Regions from separate parts of the Mus musculus genome. Here region 1 is linked to region 2. A link is a contact called in public HiChIP or PLAC-seq data. All regions are on one chromosome and are shown on one strand. The core of a region is the stretch at or near the end of the contact, and the rest is flanking DNA. Distances in the headings are between cores, read along the strand shown.

Evidence for each region. HiChIP or PLAC-seq counts read pairs in DNA pulled down with a chosen protein or histone mark.
Region 1: a contact with region 2 is called in an HNF4G HiChIP or PLAC-seq map of pancreatic cancer cells. The contact joins two enhancer-like sites. A contact is called at or near these places in 3 of 39 promoter capture datasets (cranial neural crest, frontonasal cranial neural crest and maxillary cranial neural crest), 1 of 484 Hi-C or Micro-C datasets (the N1E-115 cell line), 14 of 115 datasets of contacts at active chromatin or transcription factors (bone marrow-derived macrophages, cardiomyocytes, craniofacial prominence and 10 more) and 1 of 9 other capture datasets (embryonic stem cells).

What each region holds. Positions count from the first base shown.
Region 1 is chr3:51,738,060-51,740,869 of GRCm38.p6, forward strand. All of the region lies in intron 2 of Maml3 (mastermind like transcriptional coactivator 3), which reads right to left. Among named protein-coding and RNA genes, the nearest start is that of Gm46803, 32 kb to the left of the region's middle. RefSeq lists an enhancer at 793-1,797. Within about 2 kb of position 1,467, at least 105 of the 459 cell types and tissues checked have an H3K27ac peak or open chromatin away from gene starts, as enhancers often do. A contact at or near this core is called in the N1E-115 cell line, epiblast stem cells and pancreatic cancer cells, where this site is marked.
Region 2 is chr3:52,044,687-52,047,712 of GRCm38.p6, forward strand. The region is part of intron 1 of Maml3 (mastermind like transcriptional coactivator 3); the gene reads right to left. Among named protein-coding and RNA genes, the nearest start is that of Maml3, 59 kb to the right of the region's middle. Within about 2 kb of position 1,580, at least 377 of the 459 cell types and tissues checked have an H3K27ac peak or open chromatin away from gene starts, as enhancers often do. A contact at or near this core is called in the N1E-115 cell line, epiblast stem cells and pancreatic cancer cells, where this site is marked.

The sequences.
Region 1 (2,810 bases), core at 217-2,716, 310 kb before region 2:
CTGTCCCACAGACCCTGCTACCCTCAAGCAAAACCAAAGGCCCCTAAGAAAGCACTGAGTCTCTCATCTCCCACAGCAGCCCAGTGACAGGTACTGATCAAGTCTTGAGGTTGCCATTGTCATCAACTGCATCATGTTCCCAATCTCAGAGTGAGTTCTCAGAGGCCAGAGGACAGGAGACACCAGACAAATGAAGGGCTAGGGCAGGAGAATCCTAGGCTGAGGGAGCAGCCGGCCCAAAGATGGAACACAGCAGACTCACTTCTGAACTTTGTGGTCCACAGCATGACTAAAGATGAGATAGAGGACTCAGCAGGTAACAGGTGCCCAAGGACAATAGGCTTTGAGTGGGTTAAGTGGGCATTGTAAGCTAAGGGTGAAGGGACTCATATTTCCTCTGGAAGGCAGCTGACCTGTGAATGGGTTGAAGGACAACTGAATATTCTCAGGACTATGTCCAAGCATGTGATAATAATAGCCCGAGCGCGGAACGAATGAATGAATGAATGAATGAACGAATGAATGCCTAGAGAACAATAGAAATAATTAGGGTTCAATCCTGAAGCCCACTCGTAAGAATGACTACACTTAGAGGGTTGCATATTTTACTTTTAGAGAGTGGGAAGAATAATTTTGTGAACTATGAAAAGAATTTAAATCCTGTGTTGCTCCATTAATGATCAAGACAAGACATGTCTTAATAAGAGAATTAGCAGCACAAAAAAAAAGAAAAGAAAACAAAAGAAAAAAGGAAAAGAAAAAAAAAAGATAAAAGGGAAAAAAAGAAAAAAAATCCTGGGAGGAGAAACTGTTGGGGGAGGATCATGTTTGGGAACTAATTGAAGATTTGCGATAGTAATTTTTAAATCATAGACATGAATTAAGTCTGGACCGTGATGGCTGCATTCACTACACACAGCGGTTGGAGGATGATACAAATGGTTATATGATATTATATATTGAACCTCCACATTACAAGATTGTTGGAAATTAAGCTGTTTGTAACTTCCTTTGGAGGCAAGAGAAATATGTGTGCAAATGTTAATCAGGCCCCCGACCTGTCTTTTGGTGCAGTTTGATAGCCATATCTGGGATGGGAGCCAAACTCTCCTTTAGGGGAGAGCTAGCAGTCCCTAGAGCCTCGGTGATGAATTGCAGAGTCTGGGAACAGGAGAGGAAGTGGCCAGGACTAGAACAAAGGGCTGGAGCTGTGGTGGGTGCCTGGCTCCTCGTGGCTGCAGGCGGTATGTTCTGTGACTCTGGCTTTTATACAGCTCCTTTCTCAGCCCTCAGAATTCTTAATCCTATTTTCATTGCCCTAGGTAAACCGGAAAATATTTCCTTCTTGAATGCGGTTACTCACACAATAAACAGGTAATAAACATTTTACTGCCCTGAGCAGCCTCCTGCCGGGCAGGCAGGCTGGGGAGAAAAGGCTGCAGTGGGTGACCCCCTACAGGACAAACTGCAGGCGACAAAGGAGGCTAGTAACCCTTTAATAGTGCTCACCTCAGTGGTTCCGGGAGAGTGACCCTGAGCTGCTGGCACGAATTAGCCAGCCCCAGCGCTAGGGAGTCCTCCCTGCTTGAGGCTAGTAAGGGAAGATTTGATTTCACCAAAAGGCAATTTAGTTGCCATTTCAAAGCTCTGGCTGGCTAAACTAAGGATGTGGATGAAGCAGGGTTTACAATCTCTCATCTTAAACCTTGAGCAGGGAGCTCTGAAGGCTGGAAGGCCGGAGAAGTAGTTCTGGAAACAGGGATTCTCTCTCTAGTTTGCATCTTGCTTTCCAACACATCTTTATTTCCTTGTTCTTCTTGATATCTTCTCTGTATATCTGATTAGATAATTCTTATCATCCTTTGTCTTGTGCAAAACACAGTGGACATCTTATCTTCCCTCTCTCCCTCCCCTTCTCCCTCCCCTTCTCCCTCCCTCTCTCCCTCCCCTTCTCCCTCCCTCCCTCCCTCCCTCCCTCTTTCCCTCCCTCCCTCCCTCCCTCCATCTTGCTTTTCTGAACATCAAACCCAGGGCTTTGTGCATGCATCCTAATCCAACATCATGTAGATGTGTGTGTGTGTGTGTGTGTGTGTGTGTGTGTGTGTGTGTGTATGTGTGTGTGTATACACATCACACACATACACACACACATATATATACACATACACATACTCTTAAAAACATTTCATTTTTCATGTATTTATTATTTAGGGGCACTGTGGAGGTTAGCCAGTTCTCTCCTTCCACCTTGAAGATTTCTGAGGAGGAAACTCGATCACCAAGCTCGGTGGCAAAGTGATTTCACCAGTGGAGCCATCCTGTTCTCCAACATTTTTTCAATCACACCCAGGGTTCCCTCAAAAGCCTGCTACCAGGCTGGGAGAGATGGCTCAGTGGATAAGATTCTTACCAGGCAAGCCTGAAGATCACAGCTCAGATCCCCAGACCCACAAAAGGCAGACAGATGTGTTAGAAGGCACCTGAAACCTTGATTCACTTGCGGTGAGATGGAAGGCAGAGACAGGACAACACCTCCAGCTAGCCGGACTTCTACAGTGGTGATCAATAAGAGACTCTGCTCAAAGCAAGCTGGGAGCAAGGACAACCAAGACTGTCCTCTAGTCTGTACATCTGCTCTGCTCTGTCTGTCTGTCTCACTCATTCTCTCTCCATCTCTCTCTGTCTCTCTGTCTCTCTCTCATTCTCTCCCTCCTCTCTCTCTCTCATGCATGAGCACACACGGACACGGACACGGAGACACACACACACACGCACACGCACACGCGCACACACATATACTTTCTTCCCTA
Region 2 (3,026 bases), core at 330-2,829:
AATTAATGTGATATTGCTCCTTTAAAACCCTGTACGAGAACGGCCCGGCTGCTGCTGATCCCAAGGCTGCGGCACGGTAATTGTCACTTAGCCACTTAACTCCCCGCAGCCCGGCTCACACGCTCCTTGAGGTTTATCTCTCAGCCAATTACTGCTGTCATTTGCGTTTCAATGTGTGGAATCAGAGGCCAGGCCCAGGAATACAGCACAAGAGAAACCCCCTTGGGGGACAGGAGCCTACTAAGACCTAGTGGCTGATGGGGTGAGACACAAACAACCCACCAGGGTGGGAGTGGCCGAGGGGCTTCCTCGAAGGGGAGGCCCACTCCGGCTGGGCTGTGGTCCTTTTCGGGCCTCTTCACTGGGGCAACCGAGAAGACGAAACATCTCGCTTAAAACATCGCGTCGGTTCCAAATAATGATGGCGATAATTAAAAAGCAACAGAAATTTAGCTGTGGAGCGATTGTGGACAGGAGGCAAGGTAATGTACAGAAGCCGGTCACAATGAACGATTACTAAGTCAGGACAAGCAAGAGAGACAGAAGCCAAAGCAGAGAACCCTCATTTTAGGCCACACTGCTCTTTCAAGCAACGAGGGGGGGGGGGTGGAGTCAGGTAGTGGCGGGATGGGGGTTGGGGGAGGGGCACTTAACCCTTTGCTAGTTCCGCCCTAAAATCCCTGGGAACTTGGGAGCCTCCTCAGCTAGCCCTGAGTGGGCACACCAGAGCTTGCTTTTGTGGTCTCTTGGATTTTAGGTCGGTAGCAAGTCTCTGCCTTTTAAAAGAAGACATGTAGGCTTGGCACAGTGCCACCTCGATCCCCTCACTAGGCTGACTGAGGCTGGAGGATCCTGAGTTACAGGCCAGTCTGGGATACATAAGAAGGAGGTCTCAAAGCGTGCCCTGTCCTCCCCCCAAAACATTCCTTAAAGGCACAGCCAGGTATGAGATGAACCAGAAAAGAAAACAACAACAACAACCACCATTTATGAATCCTCCTGTGGAGAGTCAGGTTTGGCAAAGATGCCCTCCCTTGAAGGGTGAATGGAAGTGGATCTCAGCCTCTTAGGGTTTGGTTTTCTCTGCCTCCCACACAAAGGCAACATTTCCTGCACTGTATTATAGTTTTTATTCCTAAAGTTTTAAGCCATTCCTGTCTACCCAGGCAACTTTATAGCTGAAGTGAATTAACTTAGCTGGGGGTGGGGGGGGGGTCTTCATTTGGAAGTGGATCTACCTGAGGAATACACACATACACACACACACACACACACACACACACCCTGACCACACAAGGTAGAGAAAGAAAAGAAGCAGAGAAGAAAGCTGTGGGAAGGCAGCTCCCGCAGGACACCGTAGGACTACTGTGACGACGGACCAGCCGGAGGGGTAGGGAGCCAACTTCAGTCTGTGAGCCAGGAGGCTATAAGAAGCACGCTCCCTCTGACATTCCATCCTCCACAACTCCAGCAACCACAGGAGGAGGGCCTAAGCCGGAAGAGACCTGTTCTAGCTGGATCTATCTCCGCCTGTCTCTAGGTTGAAAATAAAACTCTGAACTTCTCTGCCAATGAGCTCTGCCAGGCCCGATGACGTCCCGGCACGTCAGTTCTATTTGCAGGCAAGGTCCCTGTGCACCAGGTGAGGAGGAGTCTGGGCAGAGGACTCTGGGATGGTGGGCCTGACTTCCCACTGTGCACAGCCGAGATCTGAAAAGAGCTGCCGGGGTGCTAGTAATTGCACACGTCAGCGAGAGCTGTGCAAAGGAGAGTGGGCTCAGAGAGAGCTAATTGCTATCCTCGGGCTATGTGCTCCTTGTTGAATACCAGAGCGGGAAATCTGATCTGTGCAAAGCAAAGGAAAATCACCAGTAAAATAAAACAAGGAGGCAGCCTGCCCACGCTGGCCACAGACTCCCATTTGTCCTTCCCTCATCTACCGTCATCCTTATTATTAAGAAAATCTATAAATCTGGAACTCTTAGATTTCTTTCTCTTTTCTGTCACTGGGGACAACTGAGCACAGAGACTGGCTCCTCAGATAATGGTGGCCCCAAATGAAGCTCCTAAGGATCCCGAGAGTCTAACTTTCTCCTCCTTTTCATGTCTGTTTGCAAGGATTTATAATCATCGTCATCACCATCATTATCGTCTAAGCAGAACCACCATTTGAACCTCTCCTTCCTTGCTTTCTCCCACTTCCTCGGTCAGTGTCTTAGCTCATTAATTCCTGGCTCTCTGGATCCTGAAGTGTGCGATAAGCTGCTCTTTTTCTTTTGTCTCAAGGCCAAAAAGACTTTCTGGAGAGGCAAGCTCCACAAGTCCGGCCCTCCCGGCCGTGAGTGACAGCTTAGAGGAGCTTTGGCAGCCTGCCACCGATAGCCAAGAACACAGAGCCGTCCAATCAGCAGCATGAATCCCTTCCTACTGCGACACGGGGGCAGCCTTTCTTCAGCTTGGCTGCTGACACCCAAGGATCTCAGAGTTGCCTCCGCCTGTGATCCTGCCTCTTCCTCAAAGGACCTCACAGTGTACGGACCTTGGGTTCATCCTTCTGCGGTGGTTCCGTCAGATTCAGTTTAATCATGGGAAGAGCTTTAGCTCCTCCCACTTCACACTCCACGCATTTCCTGCTCCCCCTGTCTTGACAGAGCAAAAATCAATGACTCTGCCACTGTGGGTTATCCAGGGTGATAGCAAGAGCCTGTCTTGGATCTCAGTGCCTCCCCACAGACCTGCACACCCCAAACTGGAAACCATGAGTTCTTTCTAAAGAGACCTTTCTAAAGAGACTGATGGTCCACCAATCCTTCAGGCTGGGCTCCTATTCCCTCCTCATCTCCCATCTCTAAAAGCAAAAGCTTTTTGCATTTTATTTCACTCACATTTCTCAAATCCAGCTCCCAGCACCCTGAGATGAGGGCACAGCCCCTTAGCTCAGCCCCGAGCCCTCCTCTGTGTCTCTTGCCCAACACCAGGAGAGAGCTAACACTAATGCCCCACTTGTTCCAAGGCCTTCCGCGTGG